Regions from separate parts of the Mus musculus genome. Here regions 1, 2 and 4 are each linked to region 3. A link is a contact called in public Hi-C, HiChIP or PLAC-seq and promoter capture Hi-C data. All regions are on one chromosome and are shown on one strand. Each heading gives the region's core, a stretch centred on a gene start, on an enhancer-like site or on the middle of the called end of the contact. The rest is flanking DNA. Distances are from core to core; before and after follow the strand shown. Region 1 holds the start of Abr (active BCR-related gene). Region 2 holds the start of Tlcd3a (TLC domain containing 3A). Region 3 holds the start of Timm22 (translocase of inner mitochondrial membrane 22). Region 4 overlaps Gm46288 (a long non-coding RNA gene).

Region 1 (4,795 bases), core at 501-3,000, 160 kb after region 3:
CACACACATACACATCACAGCTGTGAGCCCTGACCTTCACCCAACGACACTGGCCTCTACTGGAAAAGAGCAGATGGACTGGCTGGGTTTGGCTAGGATGGACACCCAGGGGGACCAGATTTGCCTCTTTGATGTTGAAACCCCAAAGCAGAATGAACCAGCACAAGGAGAGCTCCTGGGAGGAGGAAGGGGAGGAATCTGGGAAAAGAGGCTGGGTAGACGATATGAGAAGTGCAGGCCCAAAGGGAGCAGAGGGCAGAGGCAGCCCCCAAAGGGAGCAGAGGGCAGAGGCAGGGCCCAAAAAGATACAGAGGGCAGAGGCTGGATGCTGGGTAATGCAGAGACTGCAAGGCAAGACCTGGAGGCTCAAGACATCGTCTCCTCTCATCCCCGGAATGTGACTGTTAAGAAGGAACTCAAGCCAGGCTGACCCTTCAAAATGTCCTTGTTTCATGCATCTAATGTTCAGAGTCACCCCTAGATGCGCCTGCCTCAGGGTTAGGGTGTGCTAAAAGAGAGTGGGAGGGTTCCCAGCATTTCCATAGGTAAAAGCACATCTACTGTCATTCTTGGAGGCCACCAGGACCATCTCCCGACACCACAGAATGCCAATGAGTTAAAGAGGGGGAGGGGAGGGCGACATGGGCAGTGCCACCTAAGGCATGGGGGGTGGGGTGGGAATGGTTCCCATCTCAGTAAGTAAGTCCCAGTGATCAACTACACATCCCCCAGGCAGTACAAGAGCAATCACATGATCATGGCTGATTTGGGAGCGAGGGGGTGGAGTACCGGCGGTTTTTTTCCCCCCTCTTCATTTGCTTTTCTTGGGGGTGGTGGTAGTGATGAGAATGGGGGTGGTGACGAGGCTGGCAAGAAAGACTGCTGAGCTAGGAGGTTGGCTCTTTCATCCAAATGGCCCCCACAGAGATCCGTACCTTACAGTCTCTCTTCCAACCTGATCCCATCATCAACCCGAATCACACACCGGAATGTCCCTGAGGTAGTAAACTAGAGAGAGCCAAAGACTTTTCCCAAAATGGCCTTCCCGCTTCAATGTGAGGAGAAAAGCTGCCAATTCTAAAGGCCAAGGTAGAGCTCTAAAAAGGACGCTTCCCACTCGCGGAGCGCTAGAGTGCTGGGTTACACAACAGGTGGGAGGGGTGACACAATCCCCCCCAGCCCCGGTCTATCTAGCCCCCTCCCCCCTAAAATCTGCTCTGAGGACTCCATACCGCTCCTCCTACTGGCTGGCTGCACACCTGGCGGACCATGGCCGCTAACACTTGCCGGTGCCTGGGTGCACCTGGGACCCGGAGGGCAACAGGGCTCCTCGGAGGGTGCTGGGTGTCCCTCTTACACCCCCTGTCCCCCACCCAGGGACCCATGGGCACACGTACTGCTGTAGAGGGTGTCGATCCAAGAGAGGCGCGGCAGGCCCCGGTGGCTAAGCGGCTCCATGCCCGCGGCTCCGCGCGGCAGAGGTTCCTTGGTCAGATGGGAAACCGGACCCTCATCGCACAACAAAGGAGGAAGGGCGCCGGCAGGCGGGATGCCGGGAGGGGAGGCCAGACTCGGAGGTCGAAGTTGCGGAGCTCAGGATGGAGGCGGGAGAGCCAGGGAAACAGGTAGTAGGGAGGAGCAAGCCGCAGCTGCCAAGGTGAGGACAGGGGAGCTTAGTGCAGGGCTGTGGCAGCCTAGGCGAACCCGCTGCGGATCTGGGAGCCGCGGCCCCGCAGCCCGCGCGCCAACTAGCAACTTCCCCGGGGCTGCGCGGCGCCCGGGGCGGGGGGCGGAGGCGGTAGCCAATCCGCGCAAGGCTCAGCGCGCCCACCCCCAGCCGCAGCGGGCCGGTGGGGTGTGAGAGCAGCCCGCAGCCCCACCGATGGCCTCCAGCCGGCGCACAGAGCTCCCGCGGGGTCTCCGGGAGGCGGCGCAGGGCCAGAGGCTCCCCTCCTCCCCTGGTTGGGCTGAGCATAAATTCTGGCAACCCGCAGACTAAAGAAACCTATGGACCCGCAGGGGTGACATCACCTGCCACCCCAGGATCTCTAAGCACGATTTCGGGACTGGTGCAGTTGCCAGGCCCCACCCCTAGACAAGCTTGGGCAGCACAGCTTGGACTGGGTTAACATCCTGCGCCCCGCTGGAAAGCTGGGCCACCCAGGAATTGTTTTCCTACCAAACCTTAAATCACCCCATCTATCCTTGATCTTACAGTGCATCAGTTCCCGACACACACCAAGGGTGGGCGACTGAAGTAAGGCGGGACCACTGGGGTTAGTGTCATCCCCTGGCATTAGAGGAAGGACCTATTTCTCACATGTGCGCCTTTAAGGCAAAGAGTCAAACTGGGGTACAGAAGCCCTAACTGGACTCTCTCCAATTCCTCCAGGAGCCGTCTGACAATCCCTAGCCTCTGTGTACAATCACATTGAAGGAAGATGGGGGTCAGATGCCTCAGAGACCAGTCTTAAGAAACAAAATTCCAAACAGTGACCTCAACAGCACTGAAGGTTTGGGGGTTGGGAGTGACATGGGACCCATGGCTGCAACCTGTTTCCTGAATTCCCAGGGAAGGAGGCAATGAAGCCCGCCAAGGAAGACCTGGGTTAGACCTCTCATATACTAGTATAGTGGCATTTCTAATAATGGGACACTTCCCATCCCACCCCATCTTCAGACAGCTTAAGCCCTTTTGGGGCTCCAGCCATACAGAGCTTTTCAAAGAGTTAAGCTCCCCATTCCCTGTATGGAGGGCAGTGTTGTTAGTACCCACAGGGACTTCTCCTTATCCCAAACAAGCACAGACAGTTTTGAGGGGTAGAAGCAGACCCTCACCTATAAGGAAATTTGTACCCAGCCTTGTAAACTTCCCAGCTGTCTGGACACTGGCCTCTATAGATGATCAAGAAAAGCTAGAGCCCATTGATACACAGGATAGAGCCTCTGGGAGGTTCAAGGGTAGATGCTCTTGTGTGGGGGAGCCCCCACAGGTGGGCAGCAGATACAGGTCCTCCTGTACCCCTTTAGTTCTAACTCAAGCTTCTGGTTCTGTGACTTGCTGGCCCTTCCTGCTCAGCTGTTACCCTCCCCACCGCCCCAGACTGGCATATAAAATTGGGAAGGCCAAGCCAACACCTGGAGCATGGCAAGGGAGGGGGCTGTGCATCTCCAGCGAGACTATCCAGAAATAGAGTTCTGGGTGGGAGAGGGAGCAAGCAAGCTCTCTGAGGAAGCAGACAGAGAAAGGACAAGGGCGTGCCTTACTGTTGCATAGCACTTTCTGAAGGCATAGAGCCCAAGAGAAAGGGAAAACATGCCTGGGTACAGCTATCAGCTACAAACCCTAGAAGGCTGCAGCATTGACCCCTCCCACAATACACCACATGATGTACCACAGGGATTTTCCTGCAGGCCACAGCCCCACATCTCCACATCCGGTGCTGACTCTGAGGAGGCCATGGATATATGTTTCTATGTGAGTCACATACATTTGCATACATTTCACATTTTTATCTACAAAGGCTTGAGCAAGCTATTTTCAGCGTTTTTTTTTCCCCCTAGCTGAAATGTTGCAGTTGCTTGCTCTCCCTGTAGTTGTTATAGTTTGCGTTATTCTACATTGTGTCTGATCTTGCCCTGGACTGTTCTTTCCACAACACAGTGTAGCGTATAGATACAATCTTGCAGGCCATAGTGCTAATAACGGACACTGAATACTAGGTGTGTGTGGCCTAGATCTTAAGAGGGTTGTTTTTGTTTTGTTTTGTTTTTTTAATTTCACTAGGATGATCTCTTGATGAGCACCACTGTTAACTTCTGGTTCCTTCCTTTCTTATCCTCCATTTGCCCCACTTTATGCAGTGCTAGGAATTGAACCCAGGACCGCACTCATGCACTCTACCACAAAGCCTATCTCCAGCTCTCTTTTTACCTTTTGAGACAATGTGGTGGTTTGAATGAGTATGGCCCCCACAGGCTCATATAGTCCAATACTTGCTCCTTGAAATTGTTTGGGAAGGATTAGAGAGTATGGTCTTACTAGAGGAGGTGTGTCATGGAGGGCTAATCTTGAGATTTAGAAAGCTAAGGCTAAAGGCCTGTGTTACCAAGCACAGCTCTTTTCTAGGTTTTGTGAATTTTCCACATGGAAAAACTAAGGCACAGCTCACTGACCCAACCACATAGTGTGGGCTGGGATCCTATGCATGCCACCTCGCTGTCAGCTGACTGATAACCCAAGTCACTGAAGGTCCCTGGAAATCTTTTCTGATCCGAAAATGCAAGACCATCTGCTAGGAAGCCCTTGCAGTTTTGTCCCATAACCATCTGCCCACCTCATGTGTAACAGTTTCTCCCAAGACTGAAACATTCCATCCTGCTAGGAAGCTCCTTAAGCAGGAAGGAAAACAACTTTACAACCCTTTCAGGAAGTTCCAGAAACCAACAAGACTCACTAGGCCCCTCCTTGCCAGAATAAGCAACAAGATCTGAGAATTCCCCTCAGACAGAAGGAAGACTCAGACCTGTCCAGCTAGAAGTTGAAGCCAACTGAGCTGCAAGAAGAGATTTAGACCAGAGTCATTTGGAAAGGACACTCCCATCTTTTGAGCTCCCTGCAAGCTGTGCATACTCCAGGTTTCCCAGCTCTGTGAGTTGTCACCCCTGCTGAGGTGGTCCTTGATGATGCAGCTGTCTTCGAGTCATTGCTACTCCTGTAAATAACCCCCAATAAAACCTATTGGATCACCAAGTTGGATTTTGATGGTATCTATCTATACTTTAGTTCCCTGTC
Region 2 (4,304 bases), core at 1,664-4,163, 210 kb before region 3:
CACACACACACTTTTTTTTTTTTTTTTTTTTTGAGACAGGGTTTCTCTGCATAGCCCTGGCTGTCCTGGAACTCACTTGTAGACACAGGCTGGCCTCAAACACAGAAATCCGCCTGCCTCTGCCTCCCGAGTGCTGGGATTAAAGGCGTGCGTCACCACTGCCCGGCCACACACACTTTTAAAAAGCATTAGTGTCCATAAACTCCTACACTTAAAATTTGCAAGTGAACAATGAGGAACAGTAATTATGTAGTTATTACTCTGAAACCATATTGAAAAAGAGTATTACTCTTCATTATCAAGTTTAAAAGCAATCCACTCGTTAAGCAGAAGGCAGAAAGTACTAAGCTCAAGCCCAGTTTTGCTGCCAGCAGTGTGCCTGGAGTAGTTTTTCAATTGCTCTGGTCTGACTCCCATTTCCCCTTCTCTCTCAAACAGTAGCAGATTTGTCATGGGGTTTTAGTTCATTCATGCAAAGTGTCTGATGCAGTGCCTAGCATATTGTACAGTTTTCGACATACAGTCTTAAAATATCATTTATTGAACCCTTGAAAGGTTCCATGCCAGTTTGAGATATAGAATACAAAGACAACAGAACTAAGTAGATCTCTGTGAGTTTGAGTCCAGCATGGTCTACAAAGTGAGTTCCAGGTTAGCAGGGCTATATTTTAGAGATCTTATGTTATTTTTTAAGGGCTCATTAGAAAATGAATTTATGGGGGCTGGTGAGATGGCTCAGTGGTTAAGAGCACCGACTGCTCTTCCGAAGGTCCCGAGTTCAAATCCCAGCAACCACATGGTGGCTCACAACCATCCATAACGAAATCTGATGCCCTCTTCTGGAGTGTTGAAGACAGCTACAGTGTACTTTCATATAATAAATAAATAAATCTTAAAAAAAAGAAAGAAAATGAATTTATAAATCTGTCTGGCAGAAGCACCTTTGTGGAGGAGAAGATGTTTGTTAAGGCTTGAAGGCTTGGAGTGGGTTGGGAATGTAGCTCAGTAGTTAAACACATGCTTGACAAGTGTAAGGCTGCAGGCTGGATACTCAACATGGCAAAAACATACTCTGAAGGATGGACAGGTTTGTTGGCGTTTGCTTGGTTTGTTGTGGTTGTTTTGAGACAGGGTTTTTCTGTGTAGCCCTGACAGTCCTAGAACTTGTTCTGTAGACCAGGCTGGCCTTGGACCAAGAGATCCAACTGCCTCTGCCTCCCTAGTGCTGGGATCAAAGGCATGGCTTTCATTTATTATTACTTTAGTTCAGTGCTCCCTCCTACCTTCCCTTAGGGCTTGGCACTTTTGGTTCAGCGTTATCATTTTCCCAAAGGAGTTTGACCACCTGAAAAAACAAGTTCAATTTTATGCTTATTGACTTTATGGTGAATCAATCTAAACACCGTGGTGACTTCTTTGGACACAATGTTGGAAGCTGATTTTTCTTTTATGTCCATATATGAAACACCAGTTGCTAGGAGTCTAGGAGAGGCCAGTGTTAGCATGCTTATTACATGCTGCTTTCTCTCCCAGCTGAGAGGGTAAGTCACAGAGAGAGCTGGAGATGACCACGATGCATGCATAGGGGATAGAAAGTGGGATGCAGAAAGATGTTTTCTGGAGAGAATGAAAAGTTTACAGATAGATAGATGTTCATATTGAGAGTCTTATTTGTGAGTCCCCCTGGTACCAAACTGAAGAGTCCTTTTCATTTTACTGTCTATGTTAGTTGCGAACTGGGGGGGCAGAGATGCAGCCTGCCCTAAGTGTATGACAGCCCAGTTCTCTTTGAGCTTTGTTACTTTCATTTCAACTAAACTCACATTAGCAACATATAGGGAGATATGAAGAGCTGTCTTCACCCAAAAGGGATCACAGCCTAGCAATAGTAAAATTACATATAAAAGAGGAATTACCTTTTAAAGTTTAGAAAATCTCAGACTCAATAATTATATACAAATTGAAACAAGCAAAAGATATATTTGTTATATTTCTATACCATTAACCGAATGTTAATTTATTGGCATCTTTCAGAAACCATCTGTTATTTTATAGCGATCCCAGAATCATAAGACTTCACAACTGGAAAAGCCTTGAAGGGCATGTATCCAGTTTCCTCCCTCCACAGTTGAGGAAATACGTGGCCCAGAATGGCTGAGCCCAGTTGTTCCCGCCAAAGCACTCTAATGAGACTTTGCAGAGCAGTATTCATGCCGGTGATTTGAAGAGACCTGTAGTACTTTTCCATGTTACTGGGCATTAATGAATTGTAAGACCCACCTACCCACACATTCACACATTTATGAAGTTAGGAAGCTACAAACCAAAGCAGTTTCTCTCCCCAGGAAAAGCTAGCGATACTGAGACAACTGGACTGTCTCGCAAGTTTCAAGGTGCTAAATTAAAGTGGAATCATTTGGTCCAAGAACTGTTAAATAAGGTCACAGCTGTAATCCTCAACACAGTTTCCAAGACTCAGGTAGTATCTGGACCCAAAGCCAAGAGGTCCGTAAGTTCCACAGCAGGGAGGAAACACAGGCTTTGAAGCCTCTTTGGGGATTCATCCCTGAGAAGCCACTCTGTGACTGTCACTCCCTTTGGAAGTGACAATGCTCTGTGTATGAGAACAGATGGCCATAGCCCGCCCGGTCCTTCAGCCAGAGACCTGGGATCCAGGACCGCATCGTGCACGTCCTGCAGGGAGGCCCCTGGCCGCGCCCGCGGGGACAGAGAGGGGACCAGGCAGCCTCACAACTAGACCCCGCCCCAGCTCCTGCCCGCGCCTATCGCGGCCGGCGCGCTGGTCACGCGGGGGAGCGCCGCGGGCGGGCGGCCAGTGCCGGCGGGGCCCGAGTGGCGGCGGCCGGGCGGGGCGGGTGGAGATTAGAAATAGGGAGAGCCGGCCAAGCCGCCAGCCCGGAGCACGCCGCGCAGCGAGCGGCCGCACCCGCATCCATGCTGCTGACTCTAGCCAGCGGCGCGCTCTTCTTCCCCGGGCTCTTCGCGCTCAGCATCTGGGCGCTGCACCGTTTGCGGCCCGGATGGACGGAAGACGACTGCCTGACGGTCGGCACCAGGTATCACACTCCGCCGCCTGCCCCGGCGGGGCGCTGCCCTCTGCTGCGGACCTGCGCGGGGCTGCGGGCGGGAAGGGGGCGACGGGAAGCGCCCCTCGGTTCGCAGCGGACCTGGGAGGGAAGGGCAGGGAGTGTGCGACTCCCGCCCGCTGCCCTTGCTCTGGGCATCGCGGCGCCATGGCCGCCCTGGAGGGCGCCTCGGCCCGGGAAAGGCAGGTTGGAGTTCGTGCTTTGTGCTGTCCGTAGTCCTGGAGTAAAAACGCTTTCTTTGGTTTCTCTTCTCTGCCCCACCTCAGGTTAGTGTCCTCAGTGCAGGCAGTGCTGGCCACCTGGGCGGGGCTCACCGTCATCATCTCCTGCAAGAACGTGGTCTCAGACAGGTAAAGTCCCTTCCGAGGTGGGAAGTACAAATACCCGGGCTGAGGGCCCCTCCCACTCCAAATTTTAACATCTTAGTGGCTCACGGATACTAATTCTTTGTCATGCTATGATGTATGTGATTGCCTGGTGGTAAAACCAGTGCACCCTAATTAGTGCTTTCCTCTTGCTGCTTCCAACATCCCACTTTAGGAGAACCGAGGGGAAAGTGGAAAAATGCTATAGAGCAAGAAACTGAGCCAGACTTAAAGTAATGCGTTAAAGGACAGTGTGGTCTGACAGTCCCTCTTTATGAATGGGAGGATGGCTTTTGGTTCTTTTAAATGCTCTCTGGGTTCTCTCTCTGGAACAGCCTTTAGCAGAGATAGTAGCAGTGTCTGTGACCAACTTCTGACCTCGAGGTCCACCCTCTCTTGCCCGCAGATGCTGTTCTTGCTTTCCCCCTTTGCTCAAGATAAAAAAGAGGTCTCTGGTACCTTCAGAAAACTGAAACATTTGTGCCCAAAGTCAGGCCAGAAAGTGTTATCTGTAACATTTAAGTAGGACAAATCATAAATTAAGACCAGGATGGACTATCCTGTTTAGACATGGGTGGCGGTGGTGCTTTTGTTTTATCTGTAGACCTGACCTCCTCCATCTGTCTCCCAAGCGTGGAATAACAAGCAGATGTGCCACCACACTAAGATGCTCTTATTTATCTTCCCACTTGGGCTCTTCAAACCACTTTTCTTCCAGAGAAGCTAAAGGATGATGGGCAGGAGCCCAGAGAAAGTTGGTCAGCCTCTCCTGATTTTCCACCCTGCAGGTCCTGTTTTCCCTGCTGGAAGAGGAGGCAGAGGAGAGAATGAG
Region 3 (4,640 bases), core at 1,472-3,971:
GATAAGTAGACCAGGCTAATCTCTAACTAAGAGAGATCTATCTGCCTGCCTCTGCCCCCCAAGTGCTGGGATTAAGGGGTGTGTACCACATCCAGTGCCCTCTTTTGGCCTTCACAGGCACCCACACTTGCACAGACATGTGTGTGTACACACCTACATACAAATAAAAATACAACAACAACTCCCCAGCAATTCTGGAACATAGGAAATATGATCCAGGAATACTGGACCATCCACCAGAAACAGGCTAGAATCTAAGGATCTGCCACTGAGCAGCCCAGGGAATCTTTCTTCTCAATGAGGAAATCACAATGTCAAAAAGAAGATGTAACAGGAGCAGCATTTTCTAACACTTGGCCACCGACTGCATTACAAGAATGGTATCTAGAAGCAGGGTGGTGGCGCACACCTTTAATCCCAGAACTCCAGAGGCAGAGCCAGGCGGATCTCTGAGTTTGAAACCAGATCTACAGAGCGAGTTCCCCAAGACAGCCAGGGCTACACAGAGAAACCCTGCTTCAAACAAACAAACAAGGATGGCATCGAGAAAGAAATGAGTTTCAAAAATTTTACACTTAGCGCTGTAACACTGAAGAACATAAAGCATTAATGAGTCCGAATTGCCTGACATAGTGGTCCATGCCTTTGATCCCAGCACTCGGGAGGCTGGCAGATCTCTCCAAGTTGGGGGCAGTGGAGGGCAGTATGGTCTAGATAGGAGTTCCAGAGCAGCCAGAGCTACATGGTGAAACTCTGTCTCAAAAGCAAAACAAACAAACAAAAAAACCAACCAAACAAACCTCTGAGAATGATTGAGGGGGCTCAGTGGTTAAGAGCACTGATTGCTCTTCTAGAGGAACTGAGTGCAGTTTCCAGTACTCCCATCACGTGACTCACAACCACTCGTAACTCCAGTTCTAGTGGACCATTCCTCTCGCCTCTATGGGCACTTTTATACGTGCAGTATACAGGTTGGCCTTAAAAGTCAAAGACTTGCTTGCCTTTGCCTTCCCAGTGTGGGACACTCCCCCCCCAAGCAATAATGATTCTGACATAACACTTCTGAGACTAAATAAGAATATGGAAAGCAAATCATGAAGATGGGGGATGGCCCAGGCAGAGCTGAGCTTGCAGTGAATGAAGCACGGGTGTCTTCCTGGCAATTCACAGAGTTAGCATTTGTGTCCTGGCACAGCAAAGGATCTGAAACATCAGATGCATTTCCTGTGGGTGCTTAGAGATGTTTCTGTGGATGATCTGAAGAGACGGGCAGGAGGCAAGAGATTAGTTAACAGTCTAATGACTGGGCAGTGATGGGAGGTAACAAAACTTCCTTGGCAGTGAGCATGAAAGCAAAGGGATGGACTCAAAAGACAGGTGTGTATAAGCAAGAAGAGAGTGATTCACCCAGCCAGGAAACAGGAAGTGCAGGTGTGTGTGTGTGTGTGTGTGTGTGTGTGTGTGTGTGTGTGTGTGTGTGTGAAAGAAGTTCTAACTTCACCTGTAGCTCCTAGTTACTCTCTGCTGTTGGAGGACATTAATCAAAGCCCCTTAATTGCAAAGTCATCTGTCCAGGATCTGGAGAAATGGATCAGGAGTTGAGAGGGCTGGCTGTTTTCCAGAGTTCCTGGGTTCAATTCTCAGCACCTATATGATGGCTCACAGCCATCTGTTAACTCCAGTCCCAGGAGATCTAATGCCATTTGCTGGCCTCCCAGGTACTACGTGTACTCGGTCCACAGACATACATTCAGGTAAAGACTCGTTTGAATTAATTTAAAATAAATAAAATCTAAAAATAAAGTCACTTGTCCAGTACCCACTGTGTACAACAAACCGGTCAGCTAAGCAGTATCTGTTGGCACATACCTTCTACCAGCCATAGGGCTGTGACGTTTTTCCATTGTTAACCATAGTTGTATGCAACTAGTATGTATATAATACTCTATACTCAGCTTGCTCGCTCTCTCTCTCTCTCTCTCTCTCTCTCTCTCTCTCTCTCTCTTTTCTTAAGCATAGTTTCTCTGCGTAGCCATGGCTGCCCTGGAACTCACTCTATAGACCAGGCTGGCTTCAAACTCAAAGATCTGCCTGCCTCTGCCTAACTGATTTAACTGATTTAAGGCTTGCTAGACCACCACTCAGTTCATTTGTTGGCCTCCTTCTTTATTCCTTAAAGGCTTAATAACTATGTAATAAAATACATTTAGAACATATGTATGCCATGTTTCAACACTTACTTACAAAGCGCGTACATTCGATCTCAGAATACCAACCAGCCTGTGGTTCTAGTGAATCAGGTAGCTGCATCACTGCTGCATGGCTTAGAAACAAAGCAGACACGCGCGTCCCCTGCTGCAAGCTCAACGAACTGCAGCCTAACAGGAGCCCGACCGCTCTTCAGCGGCTTCTCAAGAGTTTTCAAAGGAAGTAGCATGTCCAGTGAGCACGCACGGCTTTCTGGGAAGTGTAGTCAGATGTTCGAGTTAGAACTACAAATCCCGGCACGCACCGCAATGGGGCCCCTAGTTGAGGGGTGTTCTTGAGATATTGAGTCTTGTCTGATTGCTTTTAGCAATGTCTTACAAACTTGGCAGCTGTTTAAAGAGGCGTTGAGGAAGCACGATAGCTCCCTCGACGCTGATGCATAGGCAGACTTTGCTTCTACACCTTCTTCAGTGTGGCGAATCTGCCGTTGTCGTCACTCTGGCTGGACGCCTAGGTAAGCGTGTGGAATCGGCTGTGGGAAATACGAAGTGAAAGGTACTAGAGCCCCTACGGTCATGGCGGCTACCGCCCCCAAGGCCGGGGGTTCAGCTCCTGAGGCAGCGGGTTCTGCCGAAGCTCCGTTGCAGTACAGCCTTCTTCTTCAGTACCTGGTGGGCGACAAGCGTCAGCCCCGGCTTCTGGAGCCTGGCAGCCTGGGCGGGATCCCGAGTCCTGCCAAGAGCGAGGAGCAGAAGATGATCGAGAGGGCAATGGAAAGTTGCGCCTTCAAGGCTGTGCTGGCCTGTGTAGGAGGTGAGACGAGGCTCGAGGGGCCCTTGGGATGCTGAGGGCTTGAAGAGCCTTAGGATTCCTTATCAAGACAACGCGTTTAGGAGGCAAGGAACCTGTAGGTGTCGACCTTGATTGCACCCGGACTTGCTCCTTGAACCCGGAGATGTCTCTCTTGACCCTGGGGTTAACAGTCAGGGTATGCAGGATCCTAAGTAGTTGCTTTCTGTCGTTCGTTTGTTTGTCATTTCATTCATTCATTCAACATGTTGTTACTATGTAACTGTCATGAGCGGACAGGAGCCCTGAAGGTCTAATATTAGGACCCAGAGAGAATGCTGTAGACACATAGGGAGTTGCAAAATTGTCCTTAAGGCAGAAGTTTGGAGCTTGGAAATTATTGCTGGGTGGTGGCGGCCCAGGCCACGGGGGTGGGGGTGGGGTGGGGGGAGGGGCTGAGACAGACAGGCAGACAGACAGAGCTACATAGAGACACCCTGTCTCAAAATAAAACAAAAAACAATGAAGACCAGTATGATTAGACAGACGGGGTGGGGCTGGGATAGACATTAACAACCCCCAACACACACACACACACACACACACATTCACATTTTGAGGATTTGAGAATGTACAGCATATTTAAAACAGACGGGGTGGGGCTGGGATAGACATTAACAACCCCCAACACACACACACACACACACACACACACACACACACACATTCACGTTTTGAGGATTTGAGAATGTACAGCATATTTAAAACGTGCAGGTGAAAAGGTTAGGTATATTTGTAGATGAATTCAAATTTCATTACAAATGAAAAACATTAGCCGGGCAGTGGTGGCACACGCCTTTAATCCCAGCACTTGGGAGGCAGAGGCAGGTGGATTTCTGAGTTCAAGGCCAGCCTGGTCTACAGAGTGAGTTCTAGGACAGCCAGGGCTACACAGAGAAACCCTGTCTGGAAAAACAAACAAACAAACAAACAAAGCAGGGAGGAAGAGGCAGTCAGATCTCAGAGTTCCAGGTCAGCCTAGTTTATATAGTGAATTCCAGGACAGCCCGGGCTCCATAATAGAGACACTAACTCAAAAAATCAAAATAAACAAGCAAGCCAAAAAAACCCCAAACAACCAAACAAAACAAAGTTTCAAAAAATGTAGTAGAAAGAGAGTTTGGGAGCTAGAGTGATTGGAAAGCAAGAAATTCTGGGAGAGGAGGTATCTGGCTTCCCTGAGCTGGTCTTGAGGTGATCATCCTAAGAAGGCATCATGTAGAAAAGGCTGGGGAGCAAGCTCAGTTGGTAAAGTGCTTGTCATGCAACCATGAAGGGCTAAGTTCAGTTCTCAGCATCTCTCCAAAAAAGCCAGGTTTGGCTGGGTGAGGTGACCGGGACCTCTAAGCCCAGCACTGAAGAGGAAGAGGCAGGGGAATGAATCTCTGAGTTTGAGGCCTGCCTAGGCGGTCTGCATATTGAGTTCCAGGACAGCCAGGGCTGTTACACAGAGAGACCCTGTCTTGAAAAACAAAAACAAAAACAAACAACAACAAAAAGAAATTGGTGTATAGTTCCTGAGGAATGACATCCCAGGATTGACCTCTGGCCTACACCCACATACACACAAAGAATTGTCCAAG
Region 4 (5,017 bases), core at 529-3,028, 240 kb after region 3:
AGAAGTAGCTTAGATACCCTTGGTGGTGAAGCGAGCAGCGAGGAGCTGCTTTTAAGTAAAAAGATGAAAATAGTCGGAGCATGTGCCTCCGCGGCCTCTGATAGTCCGAGAGACCAAATGTGTGCAGAGATCGGCTTCCTTGCTGACAGCAGAGACAGAAGAAACACAGCGGGAGAGGAGAGCCATGCTGCTGGGCTCTCACAGATGGTCTAATGTGTCGTCCTGTAGCGGAGAGCGTCTAAAAACCGGCGGTGACGCGCCCTCTGCTGGACTAAGGCCGTTCTGCAACCAGCGGACTCTGTAAAGCTAGGTTGGACAGCGACAGGAAGGAAGCTCAAATCCAAACAGCATCGTCATATTATCCCTGCTGGTTCCTCCCAAAGACCAACTCAAACTCCCCAAAGGCTTACGTCTACATAGACAGATCCAGTATCTCGCTCCCCTAACCACCCGCAACTTCCCTACCGCCCAAGAACACAAACTTATAAGGAATGAATGATGGGTTAAAACTCCTCACTGTACTGGCCAAAATCATGATCTCCTTTAGTTTCTCAGTACCAGTATTGGACGCGCTCTTTGGAAAATACTGAACTAACTGGTTTGAGGAGCAGTCAGTAGTATTTATGAATATTCGTAAGGCTCTGGGTTCCATCCCCAACACCAAAGAGAGAGAGAGAGAGAGAGAGAGAGAGAGAGAGAGAGAGAGAGAGAATCTGCGTGACTTTATATAGACTTTGTAAGTGCTGGGGATGGAACTTGGGGACTCACAAGGCAAATGTTCTAATGCTAAGCCATAGCCAAGCATGATTATCTTTTCCTTGATTTATTATTTTGGGCGTTGGGGGTGGAACCCAGGGCCTTCAGCATGCTGAGAGTTGCTGTACTGCTGAGCTAGACCTCGGCCCTTTCACCCCCATTTTCTGCAGTAATGAGAAATGGATAATGATGCAGACAGCTGCAACGGCAAGGTCCATATCTTACTTATTGGCATCTCTGTTCCCAGGATTTTCTTAAAAGGTTTTAACGCCCGCCCCCCCCCCCCACTAATCTCTTCTAAACAGTGGTAATTATAAATCCCCAACAAAAACCCAGAGGCTTGTGTGCCTCTCTCAGGCTTTTCATTTTAATAGATCCACTAATTAAAAGGTATAATTTAACAAATAATGACCTAATCATCTCACTCTGAAATCAGACGGAAACCCACTACTAAAATGTTGGACTGGGTAGCGATAATGGATCCGGGCTCAATTCAGCCCCCTGCTGGGTCCAGCCTGGCCCTCTTCCAGCTGCCTTTGATTAGCTGCAATGGTTTTCCAAGCCATTTAGAGCACACCCACTAGAGAGAGGAGAAGTGAGCAATTTAAGGGGCTAAGTGGTTTTTTGGACCCACTCCCACTGCTGACAGCACAAGACAGAATGCTTACCCCTTCCTCACCCTTAGTCACCGTCACTTGGTCAATCCCGTTTTCTCCCCTTCCTTCTCTGCCCCCTGCGGGGAGAACGCTGCTTGAGCAGTGGGAAGCAGGAAGGGGTTGTGGCAAGGAAGAATAGCCACGAAACCAGGTGATGCCCCTCGTATCCAACATCGGAAGTGGTTAATGAAACAACAATAAGTCAGGAAGGCAAGATTGCTTCCCACCTACCCCACCCCCTCCGTTCGCTGGGAATAGGGCATCTGTGCCAGGTTAAAAATAGCCTTGTGTTCTGAAACCTCCCCCGCTGCCCGAGCTCACGCCAGTCTCCTGTGCCACCCAGGGCTCAGAAGGAACTCATTCTGCATGGCAGGAGAGCCTCAAAGGCTGGCCCCTTTCTGGAGTCCTAAGGAGACTGGGGACTTTGAAGACAGCAGGGAGTGGCAAAGGCTCCCTCGTGCGGCTGAGGCAGGAACTGCTAGATGAGACCCAGGAGGATACAAGGCCTTGTAGGGCTTGTAGGGTTTTGGGAGCAGTGTGCCTGCTCGAGGAAGCAGTTTCCAAGTCTTGCTCCGTTGTTCTGGTTTCCTTTCTGATCTTGTGATAAAACTCTCTGACCAAAAGCAACCTAAGGGCTTATTTCATCTTACATATATATGCAAGTCACAAGTCCTTCGTTGAGGGAAGTCAAGGCAGGAACCTGAAGTGGGGACTGTTTGCTAGTCCATGAAATACTACCTCTGACAAGGATATGAACTCATGGCCCAAGAAAGTACAGCAGGAGCCATGACAGATGCTACTTCCTAATTGGCCGACATGTGGTCTCATGCCTAGTTAGCTTTTATATATATATATATATATATATATATATATATATATATATATATATATATATAAAACCACCTGCCTAGGGCTGGTGCTGCCCACAGTGGGCTGGGCCCTCCTGCATTGATTAATAATAAAACATTCTCCCACCATCAGATCTAGACAGTTCCTCAGCTGAGGCTCCCCTCTTAAATGACTCTGTGTCAAGTCATGACTGTGTCAAGATGACAGTGGAAGCCAACTAGGACAGTTGTATTCCTATCCCCATGAGCATAGCTTGAAAAGCTACCTCCATTCATTTGTGGGGTTCAAGAAGGACACTAGCCTATCGGGTGGTGGACCACACCTTTAATCCCAGCATTCCTGAGAGGTGGCTTAGTGGATCTCAGAGTCCTCCTCCTTGCAAAGCTGTTAGTTTCTGAGGGGCCACAGCCAGTCTCCCTTCACTCTGTTGTGTGTCTGCTCTGTGGCTGTGAAGATAGTGGTCCTGAGACCCAGGCCTGTATTAGATTTTCATCATTGTAGTAAAACACCTGAGATGGGCTTGCTTTATAAAGGAAAGAGGTTTATAGGGCTGGGGAGATGGCTCAGTGATGAAGAGTTTTGCTGATCTTATAGAAGACGTGAGTTTAGTTCCCAGGACACACACTAGCAGGCTCACAATTGCTGTAACCCCACCTCCAGGGGACCCGATGCCTTCTTCTGGCTTCCAGGAGCATCAGCACACTGTGGCACACATCCACACACATCCATATACATAAATAAAAATCGATTTTAAAAATAGAGAAAAGAAGTTTACAGGCCTAGCAATGCTGACACCTTGGGGAAGGGCAGGCTCAGGAGACAGAGGCCAGTGTAGGGCTGCATGAGTCTCTCTGTCTTGGAAAGTCAAAACTAGGGCTGATAAGATGGCTTCATGGTAAAACATGCTTGCCTCTTGTAGTTGTTTCAATATGTTTGGCCCAGGAAGTGGCACCATTGGGAGATGTGGCCTTGTTGGAGGACATGTGTCACTATGGAGGAAGAACTCTGAGGTAATATATATGCTCAAGCTCTGCCCAGTGTGAGACACAGTAGTCCTCTCCTTGTAGAGCACTCAGCTCCTTCCCAGCACCGTGTCTGCCTGCGTGCCGCCATGCTCCCCGCCATGGTGATAGTAGACTAAAACCTCGGAATCTGTCAGCCAGCCCCAGTTAAATGTTTACCTTTATAAGAGTTGCCTTGGTCATGGTGTCTCTTCACAGCAATGGAAACTATGCAGACCTGATGACCAGAGGTCCATCCCCAGAGTGACTTAAAAGCCGACTGTGGGGGCTGGAAGGATGGCTCAGTGGTTAGAGCACTTGTTGTTGCAGAGGACCCAGATTTGATTCCCAGAACCCACATGGAGGCTCACCACCTCCTCGGGCATCAGGCACACAGGTGGTGCACAGGCCTACATGTAGGCAAAACACTCATACACATAAAATAATAATAATAATAATAATAATAAAATAAAGAACCCAACAACAAAACAGCTGTGGAGGCACACATCTTGAGTCCCAGGGCTCCTCTCTAGAAAGGCGGGAGATGAGAGAATCACCTTGGAAGCTCTCAGGTCAGCCGCGCTGCAGTAAACAGCAAACGCACAGAAATAAGAGAGCAGACCCTGCCTCCAGCCAGCAAGGTGGGAGTGCAGAACTGATTTCCACACGTTTTCCTCGGACCTCCATATCCGCTGCGTGACCCGAGACTGCCTGTATTCCTGTGCTCATATTCGTATATTCACACCTGTTTATAAATTAAATATAACAGCTGGCCATACTGGCACACACCTTTAATCCCTGCACTCAGGTGGCAGAGGCAAGTGGATCTTTGTGAGTTCAAGACCAGCCTGGTCTACATAGAGTTCCAAACAAATAGGGGGGTCACTGACAGAAAGAGAGGGGCTGCTTGGGGGTAACTGTGGGTAAAGTGCTTGGTGTTTAAGCCTGACAACCCGAGTTCGGATCCCCAGGACCCTTGTAGAAGTTAGACACCAGGGCTAGAGAGAGGCTCACCAGTTACGAGCTCTTGTTGCTTTTCCAGAGGACCCAAGTTCAGTACTCAGCCCCCAAGTTACGCAGCTCACAAGCACTGTTTCTCAAGCTCTAGGGATCCAGTGATAACTCTGCATGCCTGTACTCAGCATGCTCATACCCATTCGCAGATACGTAATCTACAAATATGTAATAATGAAAAAAAGTCACGTGTAGTAGTGTGAGCACCTGCACTTCCATCTCTCCTACAGGAAAATGGGAGGCAGAGAGAAGAGACTCTCTGGAGGCTTCACGTCCACCTAGCCTGAGGTATACAGTGGTCCATCTAGCCTGAGGTATACAGTGGTCCACCTAGCCTGAGGTATACAGTGGTCCACCTAGCCTAAGATATACACTGGTGAAAAACAAGGAATTCTGTCTCAAACAAGGTGGAAGGTGAAGGATGGACAGTGGAGGCCATGCTCTCACCACACAGGGTGGCATTCTTGCCTCCCTAAAAAAGCTAAAAAAGGGAGGCACAGTGGCACACAGCTGCACACCTAGCATGCAGGCAGGAAGATGTTTAAGGCCAGACTGGACTACATAGTGAGAGCCTGTCAGAAAACAGGGAAAGAGGACAGGGAGAGGGGAAGGGAAGGGAAGGGAAGGGAAGGGAAGGGAAGGGAAGGGAAGGGAAGGGAAGGGAAGGGAAGGGAAGGGAAGGGAAGTCCATCAGAAACGGATGGAGTCTGCCCCATGGGTTCATGGAATGTGCAATTTGTA

Evidence for each region. A called contact is a pair of places that touch in the nucleus more often than the background predicts. HiChIP or PLAC-seq counts read pairs in DNA pulled down with a chosen protein or histone mark. Capture Hi-C pulls out chosen DNA fragments and counts their contacts.
Region 1: a promoter capture Hi-C map of pancreatic islet shows a contact between it and region 3. The contact joins the promoter of Abr here to the promoter of Timm22 in region 3. A contact is called at or near these places in 1 of 484 Hi-C or Micro-C datasets (myocytes), 4 of 115 datasets of contacts at active chromatin or transcription factors (effector CD8 T cells, embryonic stem cells, memory CD8 T cells and 1 more) and 2 of 9 other capture datasets (adipose tissue and pancreatic islet).
Region 2: a contact with region 3 is called in an H3K4me3 HiChIP or PLAC-seq map of embryonic stem cells, with 47 read pairs. The contact joins the promoter of Tlcd3a here to the promoter of Timm22 in region 3. A contact is called at or near these places in 26 of 39 promoter capture datasets (the 3T3-L1 cell line, 3T3-L1-derived adipocytes, the C10 cell line and 16 more), 7 of 15 datasets of contacts at CTCF or cohesin (CD8 T cells, the NIH/3T3 cell line, embryonic stem cells and 3 more), 83 of 484 Hi-C or Micro-C datasets (3T3-L1-derived adipocytes, the 4T1 cell line, B cells and 38 more), 42 of 115 datasets of contacts at active chromatin or transcription factors (the 230-238 cell line, the NIH/3T3 cell line, the SCID.adh cell line and 26 more) and 4 of 9 other capture datasets (adipose tissue, embryonic stem cells, liver and 1 more).
Region 4: a Hi-C map of cerebral cortex shows a contact between it and region 3, with 5 times the contacts expected there. The contact joins the enhancer-like site here to the promoter of Timm22 in region 3. A contact is called at or near these places in 1 of 39 promoter capture datasets (embryonic stem cells), 1 of 15 datasets of contacts at CTCF or cohesin (embryonic stem cells), 12 of 484 Hi-C or Micro-C datasets (the N1E-115 cell line, cerebral cortex, cortical neurons and 3 more), 3 of 115 datasets of contacts at active chromatin or transcription factors (bone marrow-derived macrophages, large pre-B cells and neural tube) and 3 of 9 other capture datasets (adipose tissue, embryonic stem cells and pancreatic islet).

Annotation. Positions count from the first base shown.
Region 1 is chr11:76,569,634-76,574,428 of GRCm38.p6, forward strand. Abr (active BCR-related gene) reads right to left here and starts at 1,751. Exons shown (of 23, transcript NM_198895.2): 1 at 1,398-1,751. The coding sequence starts at 1,458.
Region 2 is chr11:76,199,179-76,203,482 of GRCm38.p6, forward strand. Tlcd3a (TLC domain containing 3A) reads left to right here and starts at 2,914. Exons shown (of 5, transcript NM_027773.4): 1 at 2,914-3,077; 2 at 3,374-3,457. The coding sequence starts at 2,956.
Region 3 is chr11:76,404,422-76,409,061 of GRCm38.p6, forward strand. Timm22 (translocase of inner mitochondrial membrane 22) reads left to right here and starts at 2,722. Exons shown (of 4, transcript NM_019818.5): 1 at 2,722-3,021. The coding sequence starts at 2,784.
Region 4 is chr11:76,645,908-76,650,924 of GRCm38.p6, forward strand. The region is part of intron 1 of Gm46288 (a long non-coding RNA gene); the gene reads left to right. Among named protein-coding and RNA genes, the nearest start is that of Gm46288, 22 kb to the left of the region's middle. Within about 2 kb of position 1,779, at least 51 of the 459 cell types and tissues checked have an H3K27ac peak or open chromatin away from gene starts, as enhancers often do. A contact at or near this core is called in the N1E-115 cell line, bone marrow-derived macrophages, cerebral cortex and 2 more, where this site is marked.